2 separate regions of the Rattus norvegicus genome follow, and region 2 is linked to region 1. Evidence: chromatin contacts called from public Hi-C data. All regions are on one chromosome and are shown on one strand. The core of a region is the stretch at or near the end of the contact, and the rest is flanking DNA. Distances in the headings are between cores, read along the strand shown.

Region 1 (3,622 bases), core at 510-3,009:
GGATCAAAACCAGCTGGGCAAACTCCAAACTCTGCACTCCATGTCTGATGTCAAAGGCGCTGGCTCCACTTGTCAGCAGCTTTCCTCAGCAGGTATCCCAAGGGTCTGGCATCTCTAACCTCTTCCAGTATTCACTGAGCTTCTGTACAAGGACATCCCTGCCACACATCTGACTTCAGCAACTTTCTTTAGTTGCAGAGGGAAAATCTATAACCTCTTTCTTATTATCTTTGACCATAAAGCCAGAACCACATGGCCAAACCTGACAAGGTCTGCTGCTTGCTAGGGCTGGAACATGACCCCCATGTTCAATTACATCATTACCAACTTTCTGTTTTCAATGGTTTCCATCACTGCCTAAGCTTGGCTGTCATGGAATTTGTTCTGCAGACCAGGCTGGCCTTGACCTCAGCATGGGTCTTCTGAGTTTGGGGATTAAAGGTGTGTACCACTATGCTTGGACTCAAGTTTTTCTTTAATTCCTTTTCATAAATGGGAGGATAGCTGGATGGAATCTTGCCTGGAGGTCACTGTGTGCCTTAATTCCATTTAATAACTTTAATGTATTTATCTCTTTTGAGCACAGGATTTAGGGCCTTTCTATTTCCTGGTGTCTTTTTAATCCCTGAACCATACATTTTGTATTTTTCCTTTCTCAGCTTGCTACCTTTGATCAAAACACTCTTCATAAAAGTGAACCACAGAATGGGTTCTGTCTTAGGCCATTTTGAGATTTTCTTTCCTAATGCAATTAATCTAAATCTCCTCACCTTAGCTCCAAGCAGACTCTTTGGACAAGGGCCAAAAGCAGTCACGTTCTTCATCACCAGAATATCACTGAGAACAATCTCTAGGCAACATATTAAAATTCTTCTCCACTGTAAGCCAAGTCCCCACAGTTCAAATCATCCCCACGGTTTTCCGTGCTTCTAAACAATTCTTTTTAATATTTATTTGTTTCATGTAAGTATAGTGTACACTGTCATTGTCTTAAGACACACGGGAAGAGGGCGTCAGATTCCGCTAGAATGGTTGTGAGCCACCATGTGGTTGCTGGGAATTGAACTTGGGACCTCTGGAAGAGCAGTCGGTGCTCTTCGCCACTGAGCCATCTCTCCAGCCCCCATGCTTCTAATAGTATGGTTTATTAAGTCCCATTTAAAGCATTCCACTGCTTTCAAAATCCAAAATCTGTTATAGTTTGTATATGCTTAGTCTAGGAAGTGGCACTGATGGGAGGTGTGGCCTTGTTGGAGAAGGTGTGTCACTGTGGGCATGGGCTTAAGACCTTCACCCTAGCTGCCTGGAAGTTAGTATTCCACTAGCAGCCTTCTGATGAAGATGTAGAACTCTCAGCTCTGCCTGCACTGTGCCTACCTGGATGCTGCCATCCTCTTGCCATAATGGTAATGGACTGAACCTCTGAACGTGTAAGCCAGCCTCAATTAAATGCTGTCCTTTATAAGATTTGCCTTGGTTATGGTGTCTGTCCACAGCAGTAAAACCCTAAGACAGTCCCCAAATGCACATTCCTCCAAACAAAAGCATGGTTAGGCCTATCACTGCAATACCCCAGTCCCTGGTACCAATTTTTGTCTTAGTTAAGGGTTCATTGCTGTGAAGACAGAGATACCATGAGCAAATCAACTATTGTAAGAAAAACATTTCATTGGGGCTGGCTTACAGAGATTCAGTCTGTTACAGGTTATTTGATCATGGAGTGCCAGGGAAATGTTAATGATCCCCGAAAAACACAGGAGCCGATCTGATGCAACTCACAGCACGGTCTTTAGTCTATTCAAGCTAGCTCAGCCCCCACCCCCCAACACACCTCTCATGCAGGATGGTTTTAATGGTGGGAGAACCCCAAATGTATACGGGGCAGGGCTTTATAGTAAGCAGCAAGTAGGAAGTGTGTGTGCAGGCATGTAATTGGAACACTACTATGGCCCCTTAATATAATTGGCTGGTGCTGGGAGTCATATTATAAACTTAACTTCTGCTCCACTCTGTACTGGTGGTTGTTAGGCTGGGGGTAGGCTTGTAACCTGGGGGTGCAAATTTATTGGGGGAATAACCTGGAGCGCTGCTCTTGTTGAGGGTATAACCTGGAAATGCTGGTCCTGTTGGGGATTAGCCTAGAGACTGGAGCTAGGCTTGAGTTTGTTGGGAGGTAACTTAAAAACTAATGCTAGGCACCAGCCTGAGTTCTAGTTAGTTTACCTGAGTTCAAACTTAGGTCAGGTTCTTTAAAATGAAGTCTGAACTTAAAAGATTTGGCATCTCAATCACGTTGTGAACCCCAGGATTGTGAACAGGAAAAACCTTGCTGTGGACTTTTTACTCAAGAGCTTTCTGTTTGCTATAAACAAGTACGTGGTGTGGCTCAGCCCTGGCACACACCTTTAACCCAAGAGCTTTCTGTAAACAAGAGCTAAATGAAGTCAACGATAGGTCAAGAGCACAGCAAGCAATCAGTTGACAGGGAGTGAACATAAGGAAACCCAGGAAGGAGGAAGGAGGGTCTTTGAGTTGAAGGGTATTTAAGACAGTGAGGAGAACAAGGAGGGGCTTTTTCCTTCTGGGGTGTAAGTGGAGGAGGACGGTCCAGCTGGGTGCTCTCTCTCTCTGCCTCTCTGAGCTAGCAGGCTTTCATCAGTGTCTGGGTCCTGTGTCTTCATGTGGTTAATCGGATGTTGTTTTAAAAACAAGTCGTGTTGGGAGGTATGGCGGCCTACAGGCAGACATGGGGCTGGAGAAGCCAGAAGTTCCACATCTTGATCTATAGGCAACAGAAGGGGACTGTGTTCATAGATCTCAAAGCCTGTCCCCACAGTTGGCACACTTCTCCCAATGCCATACCTACTCCAACAAGGCTACATACCTAATAGTGCCACTCCCAGTGAGCCGGGCATTCACTCATGAGTCTATGGGGGCCGTACCTACCCAACCCTCCACACTATGTCTTGCCATTGAATCTATGCTGATAATTGACAAGCCTAATAATACCAGCTATTACTTGAAATGTACATACTTCCTGACCAAGATCACTTCCAGAAGCATGCTCCCGTCCGTCCGTCCATGTATATGGGCTTCCAGAAGCATGCTCCCGTCCATCTGTCCATGTGTATGGGCTTCCAGAAGCATGCTCCCGTCCGTCCGTCCATGTGTATGGGCTTCCAGAAGCATGCTCCCGTCCGTCCGTCCATGTGTATGGGCTTCCAGAAGCATGCTCCCGTCCGTCCGTCCATGTGTATGGCTATGTCCTTCCTCCCACTTTATTTTTAGTTGTTTGCCATGCTTCCATCTAGTTCTCTAACCATTAGCCCACAGGTGAACATTGGAGGAGGAGGAATGTGACAGTTGTGTTGAGTGTGGGTCAATGTTCTTACCCTGCTGAGTTTCTGAGTCACCCACCACAGGGCTGTCCATAGATCATGGCTGAAGATGGGCCGTGGTTTTGTGTGCCAACTTGACACAAACTGGAGTTTTCAGACAGAGGAGGCTCCCTTGAGGAAATGCCTCCATGAGATCCATCTGTAAGGCATTTTCTCAATTAGTGAACAAGAGGGAAGGGCCCAAGCATTGTGGGTGGTGCCATCCCTGAGCTGGTAGTCCTGAG
Region 2 (3,730 bases), core at 635-3,134, 46 kb after region 1:
TCTCCTCCCCAGTGGTAACTATTGCCTTTCTAGCGTGAGAGGTACACCCTGTCAACCCTGTTGCTTTCAGGAGTTTCCTGAGCTGTGTAAGCGTATAGAGTGATTTCTCAGTCACATGCCCTCCTCTGTGTGCGAAGGTTTCACTGTGAAGGAGACAGCAGCACAACCCGGGTGTAATGGGAAGAGGGGCAAGAGGTGAGGGATGGGAGAGGGCCGTTGAAGTTGTGAGTGCTTGTGAACTCCACAGGAGAGTCCAGTGTGACTTTCTAAAGGAGAGTGACAGGGACTGCCCCTGTCCCTATCTCCTGGCTCCCACCAACATCTGCATGATAAGCACCTGATTCCAGCCATGGGAGCCAGATACAGGGAACAAATAGAAGGATGCACAAAGTGCCCAAGCCATCACAGAAGTGACAGGTTCAAGAAACACCACATCTAAGAGACTCAGCACACCTCTCTCATCTCTAGAGCTAGTTACTGAACAGAAAGTAACTTGGGGAAGGATTTGTTTTGGCTTGCAGTTGAGAGGGTGCCGAGAAGCATGGCAGCAGAAATGGCCAGAATACTTCACAGTAGGAATCTGGAAGCCGAAAGATCTAGGGTAAAATCGGGAGTGGGCTAGAAATACTCTGAAAGTCTACCCACCTTGACAGCCATTTTCTCCTAAAAATTCTGTGAGCTGCCTGGATGGTGCCAGGAACTGGGGACAAAGTGCTCAAACACATGAGTCTATGGGGGACACTTCATAGTCACTGATACTCATAGAGTCCAGAGATGGCAGGATCCCTGCTTCCGTTTCCCAAGGATTAGTATCAAAGGCATGTGCCATCATGCCAAGACTCTCTCATTTCTTGATGTCAGTTGCAGATTTATGTCCTAAACCTGTCCCAACATATTAACAAAAAACCTGAAGATCAAGAAAGAGAAAGTAAAGAGACCCTCACTGACATACTGTTGAGGAAACAGCAGTGAAACCTGTCTGAACAGGAATGCCTCTCAGGGAGGAGAGGAAGCTGCAGCTGACACCCCACCCAGTGCGGTTTGTCTTGGGGGTCAGAATGAAGAGGCTGCAGCCTCGGTGCCTATTGACTGGAGCAGAGTGCTGCCTGCGGATCTGCTTTCACCCCACAGTGAGGACTAACCGCCCCCTTGTCTGCAGCAGCACCATCCCCAGAGGCCAACACAGCCCTTAGAACAAGCTCAGCAGAGATGCAAAGGCTAATGTCTCCCAGACAACAAGAGATGCCACGGCCACGCAGGAAAGGTCAGGCCATCTCGTATACAGATCGTCATTTCTAATCTTTTTGGGGAGGGACACCAAGAACAACAGCCGAACAACCAGCAGGTCCCGCCGAAGGACGACGTCAAAGATGGAAAGGAAAACAGAATCAAATGAAGTCTGAGACTCAGTTCCATGATACCCCCACAAGCAGGGGGAAGCCCCTGGATGCCCTCAAAACTGAAGTCAAGAGAGCATTGGTGAGGAAGCCCGAGCCTCACGCCTGCCATTCAGAGGAGCTCCGCACACATTGCAGGAAACAGACAGAAAACCATTGGCTACACCCGGACATTCCTCTGCTTGGTGGCTGTTCAGATCCTTGAGTGCCCCCACCCCCAACCCCCACCCAGGAGGAAACAAAGGCTTTTTGCCCTAGCATCCCTTGCATGCACTCTGTTGGTGGTTTTGAAGACCCAGGACACGCGGGACGAGGTGTGACAGCTGAGTCTTGAACTCACCCCCTCGCCAAACGCTATGGATTTCAAGAGACTCTTTGGCCGCTACCTTCAGCACAACCACATTTTCTCCTATGCTAGGTCTGTGCTCAGTGACTGAGCCACGCCCTGCGGAGTCATTTACCAGAGCCAGCAGTTACTGTGAACTGTGCCACCGGCCAAGGCCAAACGAGGTGGTTTGGCAGGTTGGTGGCAGAATCTGGAGGAGATATGGAGATAGGATCCCAGCGAGTCCACACTCGCAGCATGCAACTTGGACAAAGGGCAAGCACTGTAGGTTATAGGTGACAGCAACAATTCACTGGGTTTGTTTTGTTCAAAACGTTGTAAAGAGCACATAAAAGCTTGATTGGCTGGTCAGAAGGCCCTGGGATCTGCCTGCCTCCATCTCCCGAGATCGGAGATTGTGGGATGGGGATCAAAATCAAGCCCTTGTGCTTACAAGGCAGGTGACTGAGCCATCTGACCTGATCGTAAGCTTTATAAAATTAGCATATATTAATGTCTTGGCAGTGCATTCATTTGTGGCATGTTATACACACTTGTCACGCACTCTTGTCACATGCATCCTGTGTCTTAAAGGGGCAGTACCTAGCAGAGTGTCTGGGATGTTAGTCAGCTGTGCGCTCACCCACCCCCGTTCCCACCCCCACATGTTTCCCCCAGAAAGTCACTTCTCCACACTGGACACCAAAGAGAAAGATCACTTAGTGTCCTGTTGCAGCCTCACTCCATGTTGGGGTGGCATTTGAAGGGAGACTGCAGAGGTGCCTAGTTCGAGGAGTCAGGGTTTTGTTTTGTTTTGTTTTTCCATTTTTCATCATCATCATCATCATCATCATCATCATCATCATGTGGGTATGTGTATTCGTATGTGTGCAGGGCAGACACATGTCACCTCACAAGTGTGGAGGTCAGAGGACAACTCATGGATTCAGTTCTTCCTGCCAACCTGTGGGGTCAGAGGGTTGGACTTAGGTCATCAAACTTGGTGACAAGAACCCTCAGCTGCCTTTGACCACACGCCCAGACTCTAGTCCTCCTTTGCATACTAGCCCCTCCCGCAGCACTGCCTATACCCTAAGTCCTGAGTCATATCCCTAAGACACTTTGGTTTTCCTGCAGGATCTTACATATCTGGTGCTGAGGTAACAGTCCCGTGCCACCATGCCTGGCTTATTTTCTGTGGTGGCAAGTGAGACAGTGTCATCCCAAGAAGCATCTAAAGCAACACATGATCCCCACAACCTGCTGGGCTCTGACCACAGATGCACGAGGACAGGAATTCTAAAAGTGCAGAACTTGAGATGTGCACACGCACACGCGCTACAATTTAACCCCTAGAATTTGAAATCATGCCCTTTAATTGTACGTTAGGTCACAGACCCTCTTTGGGACTTGGACCTGACTGAGGCAGTGAGGGAATGGAGGAAACACAGGCATAGATAGTCACACAGAAGATCTAGGATCGAGACAGGACTACCTGACGGTGAAAGCACAGCCTCCAGAAGCTCATGACATTGAATGGAGAGCTGAGGTCATCGCACAGAGCTGGTTCAGAGGTGGACTGTATGAAGTACAACCAGACCCAGGAGGGAGGTTTAGCTGGCCTTGACAGAAGGCTCTGTAAGGGAGCAGTCTAGGCTGTAAATATCTGTGGGGAGAAAGCTATGGTAGACATTTTCTACACACACTGTCAATGACCACACAGGGACCAGAGAATGGCCTTCCCAATCCTCTGAGCCTCAGCCAGGGAAGGCGTTGCCACTCCCATAAGACCAAGACCCATTGACTTGACCATGCCCGTGACAACACATTCACTCAAGACTCCGGGCTTCCTAGGCTCTGTACGCCTTGGACACAGAGTTAAGAAGCCCTACTGTACTGTGCTTAGTACCCTCTGGCAACCAGCAGCCATGTATATATGTATACATGTGTATAGTCCTACCCAGGACCTTGCGTCTAGACTTGCCTCACCCAGACGATATGGAACTTC

Evidence for each region. A called contact is a pair of places that touch in the nucleus more often than the background predicts.
Region 2: a Hi-C map of liver shows a contact between it and region 1, with 2.4 times the contacts expected there. The contact joins two enhancer-like sites. A contact is called at or near these places in 3 of 12 Hi-C or Micro-C datasets (kidney and liver).

The regions. Positions count from the first base shown.
Region 1 is chr1:35,486,037-35,489,658 of GRCr8, forward strand. No RefSeq gene overlaps it. Among named protein-coding and RNA genes, the nearest start is that of Nsun2, 26 kb to the right of the region's middle. Within about 2 kb of position 1,760, at least 1 of the 93 cell types and tissues checked has an H3K27ac peak or open chromatin away from gene starts, as enhancers often do. A contact at or near this core is called in liver, where this site is marked.
Region 2 is chr1:35,531,932-35,535,661 of GRCr8, forward strand. The region is part of intron 3 of Srd5a1 (steroid 5 alpha-reductase 1); the gene reads left to right. Among named protein-coding and RNA genes, the nearest start is that of Srd5a1, 19 kb to the left of the region's middle. Within about 2 kb of position 1,885, at least 4 of the 93 cell types and tissues checked have an H3K27ac peak or open chromatin away from gene starts, as enhancers often do. A contact at or near this core is called in liver, where this site is marked.